Regions from separate parts of the Mus musculus genome. Here all the other regions are linked to region 3. A link is a contact called in public HiChIP or PLAC-seq and promoter capture Hi-C data. All regions are on one chromosome and are shown on one strand. The core of a region is the stretch at or near the end of the contact, and the rest is flanking DNA. Distances in the headings are between cores, read along the strand shown. Region 1 holds the start of Mark3 (MAP/microtubule affinity regulating kinase 3). Region 2 holds the start of Xrcc3 (X-ray repair complementing defective repair in Chinese hamster cells 3). Region 3 holds the start of Tedc1 (tubulin epsilon and delta complex 1). Region 4 holds the start of 5033406O09Rik (RIKEN cDNA 5033406O09 gene).

Region 1 (4,026 bases), core at 657-3,156, 1.6 Mb after region 3:
AAAGATAAGTTTCTTCAAAAGAACATAAAGAGGAAAGGTCTCAGGTGGATGTGTCTGTATCCTCTGCTGTGGGGAAACTGAGGCAGAGGCTCCCTTAGACAGCCCAAGCAACACAGCAAGAACTGTGGAACAAAGAAGTGAGGAAGAGAAAAAAAAGAGAAAGAAGGGGAGAAGGGTGAGGAAGGAAGAGGAGGGAAAAGGTCTAGTCTAAGCTCTCCCAGTTAGGAAATCTTCTATCTATCTCAGGGGGAAGAACATATACAACTGTATAGTAACACACCACAGAGATGACTTAGACCAAATAGATTAAATTACCTAATAGCTATCAAGCACAAGTGTCATTTTGAAGATTAAAATGAAGGCATTTGATACCACTAGGTCACCATGTCTAAGGATGGTTTTCAAAGCATGAAAACACCCGAAGCATGAAAGCTTTTCCAAAGAGACTGCATTTTCTTGCCAGCAGTTACCTCATAGCTCCGCATAATGAAAGGCCAGTGAAGTTTCTTTACAAGTTATTTACTAAATGCTTTACAGAGGACAAAGCTAGGCTGGAACACTTTGGAATCCGATGCGGAAGAAGAGTTCAAAAAACACTTGGGCAGGTCAAACATTTCTTCAGTAGAACTTCTACTACACGTTTGTCACTCCCTAGCAATGCTGCTCCAGGCTGTGGTTTGGTTTGGTTCTGCAGGTCCTTTCCAACAAAATCCTTTTACATAGATTTGCTGGGTGTGCACACTGGACCGGGCCTGAGAGCTACTCCAAGCCAACCTTTTGCAGCGGAAGGAAAAGGCAACCCAGTGGGTGTCCCTCGGCCGGGCAGCAGAACAGAGCAGAGCTTCACATCTGCTTCTCAAAACACTCAGCCCGCTGCTTCCGAACAGATTTAGCTTTGCCAAGGACGGGAAGCTACTCCTTGATAAAGGCAGCGGCTCTGGAGCAGAGAACTACTCTTGTGAGTGCGGGAACTACGGGGGCCCACAAGGATCTCTCCACGGGGCACTTAGTTTTGGCAGTTGTCATTAAACTTAGTCCCCTTTTAAAGGGCGCTCCGCTCGACCCGATTGGATCCTATTAATCTGCACCTAGGTCTGACTGGCAGGCTCAGACCCTGCCCGACGTTAAGAGGAGAGTTGTGTTCAACCGCGCACTGGCCGCAGCAGCGCACGGACGGGTAATGCTCAGCCGACCGTAAGGACAGCGCGCAGGCCGCACGCGCGCCGCAGGACAGGGCTGCGCCTTGACCCCTGCCTGGAGCATCTGGGCTGGATCCCCCTGCTACCACCCTGAGGGTCTGCCACCCTGCAGCGCAGTCCACTCACGTTTTCAGTGTCTCGTTCATTCACCGTTGGCAAAGGGGTCCTAGTGGACATCTTATTGCGCTTTGATTCCGCACAACGCCAAGGCGAAAACAAAACCGCCCAGCTTTGGGCGGCCGGCGAGCAGCGGCCGCGAGCCTCCGGGCCCTGCCCTCCCTGGCCGGAGTCTAGATCTCCGGCCTGGCCCGGGCCGTGCGCCCGCGGGCCCCGGGGCTCATTCTCCCCCAGCGCCGGCGGCCGCACTGGAAGCGGGCCGGCTGGCCGCCGCCGCAAGCCTCAGGGCACCTCACGGGCCTCGCGGGCCCCGCGCCTCCTCGCCGCTCGCAGCCGCAGCGCCGCGGAGCTCAGCCCCGGGGGCTCGACACGGCGCGGCCGGCAGCCCCTGAAGAGGCAGCAGCGCAGGAGGATGGAGCGGAGATGGAGCGCAAGACAGGCCGCCGCGGCCTGCAGGCGCCGACCATGGAGGGAGCCGCGGAGGAGGCGCCCACGCCCGGCTGCTTTCCCTTCTCCGGCTCGCTTTCCGCCCGGCCTCGCCCTGCCGGCTGCCACCGCCGCTCCCGGCACCTCAGGAGCCTTACAGACTCAAGATGGCCGCGCCTCGGCTTCCTCCGCTGCCTCCGGCTGCCGGAAGTGACGCTACGGCCGCCTGGAGTTCCGCCAATCAGCGCGGTCGGAGCTAGCTGCCGGCTGCTGTTGCTAGGGGCGACTCGTCCTGTTGGGTCTGAGGGGGTGGTGCCGTCGGAAAGGTCTTGCTTGGTCTCCTCTCTAGCGGGCGGAGAGTTCCAATGGTCCAGATTGCCTGGGCATCCCTGACCCCTCCGGACCACTTCCCTAGAGGGCATCCTGTGCCCGACTGCTGGGCTGGCATTTGCAGAGTACAGATCTAGGCTGTCTGGATTATACTACACATGAAGAGCCTACTGTTTGCAAAAATTGACTTTTCTTTCCCGCGGCCACGCTGCAAAGGATGGAGCTCCAGCAGCGAAGCAGCAGTCACTGGTCTAGCTGAAGAGGAAGGAGCCAGGCTCCTGCTTCGTAACCGAGGCATCTAGCATCCAGCCAAAGAACTTTTTTGCCTCTGACTAAGGAGCCACTGGTTATCGGAGCCGGCTCAATTGAATACCCATTCGGATGAAAGAGTGAAGTATAAAATAACAAGGTAGCACAAAAAGCTGGGAAGAGGGACTCGATGAGATCACGTAGACGCCCCCAGGATCAGATCCTAAATGCCGGTAGGGGCTTATATAATCAATATTTCTCTGTCTCTTCCTCTCCCTTTCGTTCTCTCACTCCCTCTATCCCTCACTTTTCCCCTCTGTCCCTTTCTCCTTCCTCCTCTCTCGCCTCTCCCTCTCTTACTTCAGTCTTCTGAAGAGCGATATTGCTACAGGCTTGGACCAGGGAGTGACCTGCAGGTGGAACTCTGAATATGCTGCCTCTTCTAGAAGGCCTGCTCAGCGTGTCACCTCTTTATGTCTTCTAAGGAGAGAATCCATTGGTAGAGGAGGGAGGGCTATGTGAGCCGGGGTAAGACAAACTGTTACTAATAGTCCACCTTGTGCCGGTTATTCATTAAGCCTCAGTGTAGCCGCATAAGATGCTCAGGCACAGCACGTGACCTAAAGTCTGGGTAAGTTGGTTACTTTACCCAGGCCATCGGTGGTGTTGGTTATAGAAGGATCTGAACCCCATTCCTACAGCTTTAGAAATGGCTAAACTTGTGAGTGACTAAACTTTGCTTTCTTTCCTTCTTATGTTTTGTTTGCTTGCTTTGGTTCTGCCCCCCCAACACCCCGATATCCTGGTGTATCCTGCTTTGTGAAACAACAGATCTTCAAACACCAGCATCACATCCAGAGAGGCCAGAGGGTCCCAAGACAAAACAAGCCGGGGCCAAGACGCACTCAGAGCTCCTATCTCACCCTCTTAGGGGTGTGCTCGGGGCACCAGATGGGTTATTAAATGTTATTCTCTTTCTCCCTTTTTGGTTAAGCAGAGGACTGCAGAGGAAAGCCTCTGAATCAAATGTTTGCTCCACACAGTTCAACTGAAATGTAGGTTGTGATGAGTGGACACGTGCTCCACAGCTAAGAGACCAACCGAGGGCATCCTATCCCACTCGTGGGTCTAAGGGGAGACTTACAGAAGGCATACTTACTCTGAAGATGGAATGATAGCTGAAGAGACAGAGTGATGCCTAGGGCCTGTCAGACACCCAGTTTAGCCTAATACAGAAAAGCACGGAGGTGAGAAACAACAGGGTGAATCCAAGGAAATTCAACAGGAGCATGTGAGAGGCAGGAGCCAGGGAGAGTTAGACATGGCCCGAAACAAGTTCTCCCCTCCACCCTGAGGAATTCTGGTGCTTCAGCACTGGCTCCTGAAGAATTGGGGAAACTTCCCAGAAGGTTGTCAGCCTCTCTCCGGCAGGAGCTTTACAGAGGTCTGTGGACACTTCAGAGCACCCACACGGGCCAGAGAAGTAACTGGTCACGAGGCTTCCCCCAGGGGGACTTCCTCACTCAAGCGACACATTAAACTCTGAGTCAATGAATGCCAGAGGTTAGGGGTAAAGATGACAGCACTTCACCTCAAGCTACCTCCTAGTTTTCATAAAGTTTGGAATTGAAGCTGACGAGATGTAGACTCACCGTAAAGAGCTGGAAGCAGCAAGCATATCTGTGGCCCATGAAAAGGGAGAGGG
Region 2 (3,948 bases), core at 890-3,389, 1.3 Mb after region 3:
CCACCCCACTGGCCTCCTCCACCCGCCCCAAATGTGCCCCTTATTCCAATCTAGGCATTATTGGCCTTTCCTGGAAACAGTTATGTCTGACCAGTTCTAGACTCATTCACAAGCAATTTATTCCGCTGAGCCACCTCCCCAACACCCACTCCGTCCAGGGGCTGGAGTCCAGGTTGTATTCCAACATACACACACACACACACACACACACACACACCCTTTTTTTTTGTCTTTTTAAGACAGGGTCCCACTGTATAGCCCTGGCTGGCCTGGAACTCACTACCCTGAACTCAGACACCTACCTACACCACGAATGATCACGCTGGCCCATTCCTAAGCCCACACCCACTTCAGGGACGCTAAGTGCACTCGAGGGTTGTGCTCAGTTATCTTTGCACCCAAGAGGAACTATGTGCTCAGATGCCTAAGTACAAAGGTAAAGTGCAAAACTGAGGGCACAACCAGGAGGGCAGGGACGGCTCAGTGACACACCTGGTATAGCCAGGGGCTCTGAGTACAAGATGAACCTTCTCCTTCAGGGCTCTCAGGAACTTCAGAGTTTGGGGGGTGGGGTGGGGTGCAGAGCAACAGCAGCCAGGCTACAACCTTCTGGCTGCACGCACGGGTGGCTCTCCAGTCCCTGTTTCAAGAACACTGGACCTCACTCTAAGAAGCCGCTGGCCTCGGCCACCTGTGGATGAGCTCTCAAGGGGAAAGAAGAGCAGCTGATTAGAATTCCAAGCAGGGACTCTAACTTAAAAAATTTGGGAGGAGGCCAGGTGTGGTGAAGCACATCTTTAACTCAAGAGGCTGAGGGAGGAGGAGTTCGAGGACAACATAGCAACAGTGTGTGGTAGAGGCGTGTGGTAGTGCATGCCTAGCACTCTGAAGGCAGATCTTATGAGTGCTAGGCCAAGGACGGGGAGGTGGGAGGGGGAGAGGGGAGGAAGGGAAGGAGAGGGAGAAAGGGAAGGAGGGAGAGAAACAGAAACATGGATGAATTTACACGAGCCATTAAGATAGCTCACCAAGTAAAGGCACGTGCCGCCACACCTGAGACCTGAATTCCGTCCCTGGGACCCAGATGGTTTAAGAAAACTCTCTTCTACAAATTATCCTCTGATCTACACACCAGCGCTGTGACATTGGGGACAAAGGCACATACACACATGAATAAATGAAGAAAAGTTGTTTCAAAGTTTATCAAAGTCGCCAGTACTTTCGTTGGTGTCTTTTAAAGATATTTAATTTGCTTTGAAATAAAATCGCATGGAATGCGTGAATTGCTCCTATTTTCTCCCAAGTGGCCAAGCTTTGCAGAGTTTAGAACTTCGAAGATTGCAAACCCTTTGGCACCGTTCCTCCGTGGGCAGGTGGAGGCGGACTCCCTCACCCTCGCCCCACGGACACACTCCAGCCCCAAACTCGCGCACGGCTCACGGGTGAGCCGCTCCACCGCTCCCCCTCGGGCCTCCCCGGGGCTCCGCACCGCGCAGCCAATGACCGCCAAGGAATGGAAAACGCCCCACAGCGCAGAAGGGACAGCGGGAACGCCCGGAGGGGAGCCGCGGCCGAGCGTCCCTAGGACGGAGGCGGGAGACGCCCCGGCTCGGGTTGGGGACCCGGGGGCTAGGACGCACCTCCTTGTCCGGAACCCACTGCGGCTCCTCCAAGCCGAAAGGGCTTCCGAAGGCGCGGTGCTCCGGCACCATGCGCAGGCCACTTGGCGAGCGCACAAGCTTCTTGGCGTCGCGACGCGCGGCCACCCCCGAGGACATGTCTCCGCCTGAGCCCCTCACGCCACCGCCCGCGCTGAGCCCACACAAGGCGCCACCCCGCCCCGCCCGCAGACACGATGACAGCTCCGAAGCCCAATCCGCAGCCAGAGCTCGTAATATGAACCAATCGGAGAGTAGTATCCGCCCCAGAGTCGCCCTTCTCCAATCCGTGCAAGGATCCCGCCCCTACGGCTGGCCACCAATCGGCGGTGAAGACCGGAGGGGCACCCTCGCCCCTCTAGGGAGAGTGTGACTTCGGATTGGCCAATTAGTCAGCCACGTAGGCGCCTCTTCGTTTCTTCTGGGTGGAGCAGACTCGGACTCTGGCCTCTCATTGGAAGAGAAGATTGAGATGGGCGGGGCTTCAGGAGCGGGCGGAGCGCGCGGGAGACTTGCGGGGTCGCTGATCCGGGAGGTGAGTTAGCTGATCGCGAGTGGCCGAACATGGGGTGGCGGGAGAGGACAGAGGACACTGTGGGTTTCGAGCGCCCCAGGTCGGGACTCAAGAACGAGCTTCCCCAGCGGGGCACCCCTTCAAGCCCGTAGCGGGGTTTGAAGGAATCGAACTGAGCGCGGGACCTGCTTTCCGCACTAGAGTCCCAGGCCAGCCACAGCGTGACCACTCGCTGCAGATTTGATCTGTGACTTTTGTTTTTCTTGTGGTGTTCGTAAGGACGAGTCACATTGTGCGTGTAGCCTAGGCTGGCCTTGGATTCAGCAGTCCTGCCTCAGCCTTCCTCGCACTGATACAGGTGTGAGCCACCGCGCGCGCCTCACCCTCTAGCTTCTTTGGGTAATTGGCCAAATCAGCTACCCAGGAGCTTTGCTCTCTCTCTGACACAATTGGACACACTCTAGCCCAGTTGGAGGGATGAGCTGGTGTAACCCTACTTCTCCGGAAGGCAGGCGGCCAAGTGGAGCATGGAGCTCTGTGCTTTTGTCTGAGACACAGGTTCTCAGTGTTGAAGTAGAAGTTGCTCAGTGGCACTTTGTAAAGCAAGGTTAGCTGCCTCAAGGCCTTGGCATTTGCGGGTGCACAGATAGAACCCGCCCCTGACTATGTCCTCTGTCCAGTCTCCACCAAGCCCTGTGATTGCTCTGGTTCACCACTGGACGCTGTAGCGATGGCTTGGGGGACCTTTGAGTTCTGGTGCCAGAGCTTTGTGTCTGAAAGCATGTTCTCCCTTCCCTCCTGCCCTGTGTGGTGTGGTGTATGTGTGTGTGTTGTATGTACATACGTGTATGTCCGTTTGCATCCGTACTGATGTGTGTGCGTGTGTGGAAGGCAGATGTCTGACATATATTCCTCCATCACTTGCCCTACGAACCCAAAGTCCACAGATTCAGCCTGTCGGCCTGCTCTGAGGAACTTGTCTCTGCCTTCTGAGCCCTGGGATTACTGGCAGCCCACCAAACCTGCCCAGCACCAGATCTCACGTCCTCGGCCTCCTCAAACTTGGCTCCTGAGCCACTCCACCCCATCCTTAGTGCCTCTTGGCACTGTCATTTGAACCCATTGCAGTGTACTGTAGGACACGCCTTTCCTCACACTGGCCTGGTGCTGTCCCCTCCGGGCCCCTTTCGGGAGACTTTCTCTGTGCTTTCTGGTACGGTGGAGCTGCCTCTTCTGTTGTTCTCTGACCAGGTTCAATTTCTCCCACCATCCTTCAAAATCCCAAACTCACAAAAAGCTGGGGAATGCTGAGCAAGACCCCTCTATGCCCCAGGAAGTTGAAGGGGAGCAGCAAGGGGCAGCTACCTTGTCCCACCCCCCCCACCCCCACACCCCCACCCCCCCGCACTGACACCTTCAGGATGTTGACTACGGCTGAATTAGTTCTGTGCCAACATCTGGAGTGAACCTAGGCTTCCAGACTGCCTAGTCCTCCTCAGGGTTGACGGTGCACGCAGGAGCACCATCCTTAGCTCTCATGGACCGGGAGACACCTGTCCTCGGCGCTCAGTGGGACACCTAACCACACTTTGGCTTCGGACCGCCCTGTGTGTCACCTTCCCACAGGAAGTCTGAGTTGGTGTGTGTCACCATCCGTCGCTGTGTGCCTGTCAGCTCTGCTGTGTGCTGTCACCGTCAGCTCTGCATGCCCCTGCTGAGACCACTTAGGAATGGACTTGGATCAGCTGGACCTAAACCCCCGAATTACTGCTGCGG
Region 3 (3,607 bases), core at 568-3,067:
GGTATTTCCCCAACAGACCAAACACCCTGCCATGAGGCAGCGCCCACTGCAGCACCCTGCCAATCCTCACCTGCTGACCGCTCTCTGGATCTCTAAGCATCTCTGTTTCGGCAACAGAAAGATGGCCAAGGCTCTGTTGGCTGTGGCATCCCTGCGTGTACAGGTGGATCTGTAATAGGTAAAATAGCCAGGCTGGGGAGTAGCTCCCAGCAAGATCTTTCAGCCGAATATGGGCACCTTTAGAGACCACTTATAACCAGAAAGGACAGAGCTGGGCTCAGGATACCCCAGTAATACTGGGGGCAGAGGCTGCAGAAGGGCACCAGACAACTTCACCGAGGGCTTCCACACCTTGCTCACCAGGACACAGGTAAAGCACGGTCCGTCCCTGCTTGTAAAGGTCAGAGTTGGGATAAGCCCAGCAGTCCAGTGGTCCAATAGTGGTGACAGAGATGGACCCCAGGGAAAGGCAGCCTGGGCACAGGGTGAAGAGCCATGTGCCTGTATTACCTTGCTGAGGAGGATACACTGCTCCTGCTGACTAGAGATCAGGCATCGCCACCTAAACCGCAGCCTTCCCATCAGCCATTCCACTAGTCGGAGATCCACGGGGCTCTTTGGTTCCACAAAGGGTGCAGGAGGACCAGGACTGGTTGGGGCCTCACAGTAGAGAGGGAACAAGAGTCAGCCCTGCTATACATCCCATATCTCGAGGAAGGACCAGGACAGGGAAGCTGTACTACTGACGTACATCCTCAGCTTCAAAGCTGGATGAGAACCACACCAAGGGCAAATACCACATGAGCTGGAAGCCCGGAGAAATCCACGGGTTCTGGGCAAAGCAGGGCTCTGACACCCTCAATTACATACTCACCTCCCACTGGGGCAACTGGTCACCCAGCTGCACACGGGTCTGGGCAAGCAGCTGCTCAAGCAAGGGTCCTCGGGCGAGGAGCCAAGACAGGGCCAACAGCAGTTCCCGGCTTCCCTGAGAACTGCCGTCTGGAAATTGTAGCAGCACAGACCTGGGGTAGCCTTGGGAGCCCAGTGCTGATTTCACCACACAGGCTTGGGCCTCTGGAGTGGGAAATGATCAGATCAGGGGGTGCTAACCTGGAGATTTCACCTGGATCCCTCTGGGGACCTGAGAGCACCCCCTAAGCTTAGAACCTGCTAAGCGTGGACTAAGGAGGCGAGATCTGAGAGTCTATGAGGAGGCAAAGTGATAACCAACGGGCAGGATTTCTGTGAGTGGTTGGCCAGTCTCAGCGTTTCACTGGAGTGATAAAGCCACTACTACCCAGGTAAGCGTGGTAAAGGCTAGTGGGAACTTATACTAATGGAAGTGGGCGCAACAGCGAGAGGAGCAGGTGCCTGCAGGAAGGGAGGAAACAACAGAGGAGCTTTGATGGGGCGGGACTTGGTGGGTTAAGACAAAACTACAATAGCCTTGGGGAGCGGCTTTCTGAGAGGGCGGGGCTTACCTGGGGCAAGGTCGGTCCAGGTATTGTTTGCAGCAAGCGGTGAGAGCACGCGCAAGAGAAGCTGCCAGAGCACTGGAGCCTGAAGCAAACGAGGAGTTTGTAGTCAGCGGGTATCAGGTGTCACCTACATCAGCCCAGGCAACGCCTGCCCCGACCCCGACCGCCTACTCGAATAGCCTCACCGCCTCAGGTCGATCGAACTTGGCGCGGCGGAAGATTTCTGGGCTGGGCCCAGCAGGCAGGCACCGACTCAGCGCGGCGACAGCCTCAGGCAGGGCCCGGGCAGCCCCTTCCACCCGGCTCCGCCGCCGCCGCATACAGCCAGCACTAGACAGCCTCGGATTGCCCGCTCGGGACCCCGACCAATCACAGTTCCGGATGAGGCCCGCCTTCTCCCCTCAGGCCCAATGAACGATGACTCTGGCGTTTGAGTGCCTACCAGTCTATCCCGTAGGCAGGCACTTCCGGGGTCGGGGGCGGGGATTGGAGGTGCCAACTCCGTTGGAACTCACCAATCAGCACCTCGACTTATCAACCGCCTTAGCAACCCCGGGCTAGGGAAGCGCGAGGCTGGAGGGCGCGCATGCGCCCGAGGTGTTCCCTGGAGGAGCGGAGGAAGGAGCAATGTGGCTCCACCCAGCCACGAAGGGAGTGTCTCTGCGAAGCCGCCCTGGAAGGAACCCGCCGCCAGGGGTCGCCAGGCCTCCGCGAGAAGCAGCTGAGCCCTGCGAAGTGGGTGGGGAGTTCCGGGGGCCACGTCGCCAGAAGTCTCTTCGGAAAGCCATCCTCCCTCTCATGTACAGCCAGCCCCAGACTTCCTTGTCCCCATATTCATTCTTCCTCCAGCCACTAGAAGAGCAGTTTTTAAGGAAAATTCTCCACTTCATAAAAGGGTGCGGCCCTCTCTTTTAAGGTTGAACTTAGTTTTGCACTCAGCCCTTCAGGAGCAATCTTGGTAAGCTTTGAGAATCCCGCAAGGATTCACAGTAGCTACATGACAATGGCAGAATGAACCCAGAGTGCAACCTGATGCACGGGGAAAGACATGCAGTCGGCAACTATCCTCCGCAACCGGCATGAGCCTACTACGTGGCTACAACCTAGGTGAAGCCAGAGCAGCCTCTGTGGGAAGCCGGATGCGAAAGATCACATTATGTGCGCCAGTGCGTGTGGAGGAGGGCCGGACAAAGGCCGGACGCTGCCAACGGTGATCCAGAGACAAGCCTGTAGGCGACGAGTGGCAGGAAGAATTGCTGGGGCGAGACCTGAACGCTCGAGCGGACACAAACTAAGCTTTGTGCCCTCGATGTCGCCACCAAAAATAGTTGGAGCAGCGGACAGACAGTACTGCGTGTACTCTGCATCTCAAAGCTAGGAAAGAAGAGGCAGGTGGAGAGGGAGAGGGTGCGGTGCGGAAAAGGAAAGTGAGGTGAGAGGGAGGGGCAGAGCTGTCCCTTGGCACCTGCCAGTTTAACGGCGGTCTACAGGATGGCCACGCCCTCCGGAAGTGCGGAGACTGCGGGCTCACCTTTACCTTGACCCTCCCTGTGTTTTGCTGCAGACCTTCCTCTGCTCATCTGGATACCTTCAGCTATTCTGCCTCAGGGTCTCCTCCTTCCTGGCCCCTTGCCACACAGCAAATGGCCTCGCCCAGCTAGTTTCTACCTGCTCTTCCTGCCCTCGCTTCAGAGCCATGCTATACTGCACACCTTAAACACGAAGCGCCCTGAAAAGCACAAAGACTTGAGTTCTTGTCTACTGTGCCAAGGAACTCCTGATACACCCTTATGGAACTCTCTGCCGCTTAGGCTTCTTTGCAATACTATACACTTCCCTCACCTGACCTGCTCATTCCTACAGGCCTCTCAGGTTGCTGGAGGCCCAAGTCTACTCCAGTTGAGAGACGTGGATCTGGGCTCGAGGGGCTGGAAGTATGAGGAAGACAGGGGCCTTAAGGGTGGAAGACAACAGGGGAAAGTGAGTTTCTGCCCTTCACCCATACATCTCTTCCAGGTCCTCTGCAGGTCTGGTTGGACACCAAAGATACCCTCACCCCTCCTAGTAGGAAACTAATACCGAAGGTGGGCTTCTTCTACTCCATACTGTGGTCACCTCAAACACTA
Region 4 (3,784 bases), core at 252-2,751, 1.2 Mb after region 3:
ACTGAGCAGTTGGTGGTGTCTGCTTTGGGGCTTTGCAGGGCTGTGGGCCAGAAAAGATTCCATTATGAACTGTAAGCTTTTGTGAATGTGGAAGGTTTGTAACTAGTTAGGCATTCTTTCCCACCCCCCCTTCCCGCCCAACCCCATCACACATACAATGGAGGTGGCTCTGGTCTCAAAGTTCCTTGGGAAGCCAGGTTCCCAGATGAGAACCAGAGTTGAGCAAACAAGTTCCAGGGGATATGAGGGAGGGGGACCTGGTGAAAGCCTGGCAGTGTCCGCGGGCACCTTTCCGTGGAGTTCTCAGACATGTCGCTATTGCACCCTGCTCTGTGCCTGCATGCTCCTCTGTGTTCAGAGAAGTGAGGAGGAAGAGGAGGATGCCCTCTGGGCTGAAGAGGAGTAGCTAGGGGTGCCACTTAGTGGAGCTTGGTATGAGGGCTGCCCCGAGGCCTGACCTGCTTCCATGGCTGGGGCATATCAAGGACAGCACGGGAAGCGGGCTTAGCCTTTACTTCTGGCAGGGGCAGCCTCCTACAGCCTCGCAGTGGGTGAGGACCCCATCCAAGGACGGTATGCAGGGACTGAGTGCCCCCTCAGTCTCTCCCTCAAGGCCCACGTGCAAGCCATCAGGAGTCTTCCCCCCAGGGTTCATTCAGCTTTGGGATACATCAGGTCTCCAGAGCGACCTGGAAGAGTGCCTGGCCCTCACTCCCACCCCTACATCCCACACAGGAAGCATCTGGGGAAACAAGATAAGCAGCATGCCGGGTGGTCACAGCAGCTGGGGGTGGGGTGGGGGGAGGGCAGGCCGGCTGGGTCAGCAGCTCTCTTGTCCAGCTCTTACCCAGACCTACCCTACAGTTCACACCGAGCGAGGCTCCCCAGAAGTGTGTCGTGGATGGTCTTCAGGTGGGGAAGGACTGGGGTTCATGGCATTTCTCTCTACCAGGGTCTTAGTTGAGCTGTGATTTTAGTAAATTATGATTGGGCAAGTCATCCCATCATGAGGTGGCACCAACAACAACATCGCCCACACACACTGGTGCCTAAAGGACTTTATCACTCGGCCACATCACCTCTATAACCAAAAAAATAACAAGGCACTTCAAAACCAATAAAGTGACAGTCCCCAAGCCCAGCGGGCTGCAGATGATATCTTATCAGGGCAGAGTTGAACTCCCATTCGGGTCAGGGTCCAGAGGCTCCAGGCTACCAGCCTCACAAGGGTTGTGACCTTGGTGACCAGTCTCATGGGCCTCCAGGGAGGCTACCTGGTGACTCAGCCTCTTCCTACAGCCCTGTAAATAGCCAGAGTCCATCCACACGGAGGCTGTGTGAAACTGCCTCCACCAGGAAGGGAAGTTTTAACTGGCCCAGAACCCCACAAAGCCCCAAAGCAGACACCACCAACTGCTCAGTGAGGCCTTTCCTGAGGGCGGTCCCAGGCACGGCCCCGCCCCCTAGCCGCCCAGGCCCCGCCTGCCAGCTCTGAACCACACACTGTGTCCTACTAGACTAGACAAGGCCCTCACTCAGCTATTCCCAGCCAGCCACGGTGCTCAGGGTAGACCGCAGCACGCATGGTGGACAGAGGGACAGAGGATGAACGGAGAAGCACAGGGCTGGCTGCTGGGGACCTGGCAGATGCTTCCTATCCCTGCTGGCTGGTGACATCACCGCTGTGACGTCACACTCTGGCTTCCTGGGCTTTGGGAGTGCTGGTTCTGGTGATAACCACTTCCTGCTCCCGGCCAGGGTGACTCAGGACTTCCTTCTGCTCCCGGAGTCATCACTGAGCCTGGCTCTCCTGTATCCTCATCTAGGTAGGGCTGGGGGAGGAGGGACTCGTGGGTCCCTGAAAGCGGGATGAGCATGGCCAGGGCCAGTCTGTGGCATCTGTTGCTGTCTCCTAGGGAGACCTTCTTTCTGCAGAGTGGGGCCTCCACAGTCTGCACAGCTCGGCTCCCCATTCTCTCGTGAAGGTAGGCCAGGAACTGGGTTTCCTAATGAGTGACCAGGAAAACGGAACTTTCAAGGGGCGTGTCTGTTTAATGAGGAATCAGCCTGAATGGAAGCCAACCCAGTGCCTTTCCAGGTAGGCAGGCCAAGGCCAGAGGAAGGAAAGCTGGGTCTCTGTTGGAGCAGGAGGGCAATATGGCTTAGGCTTGGGGAGAGAACACAGGTGCCACCGTAGCCACAGTGTCCATGAGCCCCATCCCCCACCATGCTGGCCAAAAAGAAACAATTGATGAACAGAAGGGAGGAAAGATGCCTCCAGCAAAATCAGGCAGGAGGAGACCAGAGCTGTCATTGCGCTCTCTGTCCCCAGCAGGCCGAGCTCGCACTGTCATGGGGTGGAGGAGGCTCAAGCCGCCCTAATTAGAATATCAGTTAGACCCTGCTTTTCCTGACCTGCTGCTTCGAAAGCTAATTCTTTGTGCTTCCACAAGGCAGGCCCTACAGGGACAGAGGGGCTTAGGAGGCACAGCCAGAGGGCTCAGGCTCTCAAAACCCAGGTCTGCCTTGCAGGGCCAGTTTTGGGCCTTTAGTCTGGGATGGACAGACGGCTGGCCATCCTCATGAATCGCCATGGTGCCCAGTCTGGACGGTCCATGCGGCCCAGAGCAGAGGGAAGGGGGCTCAGCAGTGATGAAGATGGCTACAGGAATGTGCAGGCCCAGCCTCCTGTGGTGGGGAGTCCAGAGCTGCTCAGACTGACTGGAATTCCTGTTGCTCATGCACGCTTCTGGCTTCTTTTTCGGTTCTAGGTACAAGCTGTTGTCATGAAGCCTGGAGTTTTTCCGAGATGCCAGAGGCAGCAGCGCAGTGCTCTTGTTTCTCATCTAAACCTGTCCCTTTCTCAGAACAGAGCCCGCGTGTGTGATTCCTTCGTGGTCCCAGAGCGGGTCATCTTGCTTGCAGGGTAGCCTTGGGGCACCACTGCTTGTCAGGGTTGAGCAGAAAGGCAGACCAGAATCCTCTGAGTCCCCCTCCCACTTCCAGCTGGTTGACTGACATTCCACCCGACCAGAAGGAACCAGAGGAGGAAGAAGGCCTGAGAAACTGGAGGGAGGCTGCTCAGGCGGTTCTGTAGAATGTTCTAGAATACCTAGAAAAAAAAAAATAAAGCACCCAACAGGCTGAAGCAAGGAAATTACTGTAGGTAGTGAGTTCTTGGCCAGCATGGGCTACATGGGTGTAACTCTGCATAGAATAACCAACCAACCAACCAACCACCAAGGCTGGAAAACTGGCTTGGCAGTTAAGGGCAAGTCCTGCTCTTGGAGAGGACCCAAGTTTAGTGCCCAGCATCTACACCGGGTGGTTCACAACCACCTGCATCTCTGGAGAACACAAAAACTTCTTTTTCGTGTGTGGTTTTGTTTGTTTGCTTGTTTGAGACAGGGTCTCCTTGTAGCCCACCTGTACTGGAATTCACTCTGTAGACCAAGCTGGTCTAGAACTCAGATTTGCCAGCCTCCTGAGTGCTGGGATTAAAGGCATGCGCCAGCACTGCCCAGCTTCGACAATGTCTTTTGGCCTCCATGAATACTTTAAGTCATATGTGTGCACACACGAGAACACATGTGCTCTTGCACATACACACTCACACACACCAATAAAAATCTTAACAAGAAAAAACCATCCCGAGCACTAATTCTTAGGGCCTGGACTTTGGGTTGGGGAGCCAGGTTTGCACTGCAGCGGGGCTGGCCCTCACTTCCAGGCTGGGGAAGCTATCCAGCTCTTCCAGCTTCTCCTCAAATGGGCCACGGCCATG

Evidence for each region. Promoter capture Hi-C pulls out the DNA fragments that hold promoters and counts their contacts. HiChIP or PLAC-seq counts read pairs in DNA pulled down with a chosen protein or histone mark.
Region 1: a contact with region 3 is called in an H3K27ac HiChIP or PLAC-seq map of regulatory T cell precursor, with 10 times the contacts expected there. The contact joins the promoter of Mark3 here to the promoter of Tedc1 in region 3. A contact is called at or near these places in 1 of 484 Hi-C or Micro-C datasets (CD4 T cells) and 2 of 115 datasets of contacts at active chromatin or transcription factors (regulatory T cell precursor and thymic regulatory T cells).
Region 2: a promoter capture Hi-C map of pre-B cells shows a contact between it and region 3, with 2.2 times the contacts expected there. The contact joins the promoter of Xrcc3 here to the promoter of Tedc1 in region 3. A contact is called at or near these places in 1 of 39 promoter capture datasets (pre-B cells), 2 of 484 Hi-C or Micro-C datasets (B cells and embryonic stem cells) and 1 of 115 datasets of contacts at active chromatin or transcription factors (thymic regulatory T cells).
Region 4: a promoter capture Hi-C map of pre-B cells shows a contact between it and region 3, with 3 times the contacts expected there. The contact joins the promoter of 5033406O09Rik here to the promoter of Tedc1 in region 3.

Annotation. Positions count from the first base shown.
Region 1 is chr12:111,572,401-111,576,426 of GRCm38.p6, reverse strand. It overlaps Mark3 (MAP/microtubule affinity regulating kinase 3), which reads right to left and starts at 1,906. Exons shown (of 18, transcript NM_001370744.1): 1 at 1,326-1,906. The coding sequence starts at 1,376. 2810029C07Rik (RIKEN cDNA 2810029C07 gene) reads left to right here and starts at 2,025. Exons shown (of 2, transcript NR_045295.1): 1 at 2,025-2,554; 2 at 2,687-4,026.
Region 2 is chr12:111,812,070-111,816,017 of GRCm38.p6, reverse strand. Xrcc3 (X-ray repair complementing defective repair in Chinese hamster cells 3) reads left to right here and starts at 2,139. Exons shown (of 8, transcript NM_028875.3): 1 at 2,139-2,193; 2 at 3,799-3,948. The coding sequence starts at 3,903. Zfyve21 (zinc finger, FYVE domain containing 21) reads right to left here and starts at 1,848. Exons shown (of 7, transcript NM_026752.4): 1 at 1,641-1,848. The coding sequence starts at 1,778.
Region 3 is chr12:113,154,631-113,158,237 of GRCm38.p6, reverse strand. Tedc1 (tubulin epsilon and delta complex 1) reads right to left here and starts at 1,817. Exons shown (of 8, transcript NM_134041.3): 1 at 1,667-1,817; 2 at 1,485-1,563; 3 at 875-1,077; 4 at 511-660; 5 at 71-169. The coding sequence starts at 1,801.
Region 4 is chr12:111,942,199-111,945,982 of GRCm38.p6, reverse strand. It overlaps 5033406O09Rik (RIKEN cDNA 5033406O09 gene), which reads left to right and starts at 1,501. Exons shown (of 3, transcript NR_029464.2): 1 at 1,501-1,826; 2 at 1,917-2,098; 3 at 2,772-3,784. Gm36757 (a long non-coding RNA gene) reads right to left here and starts at 25. Exons shown (of 3, transcript XR_003950158.1): 1 at 1-25.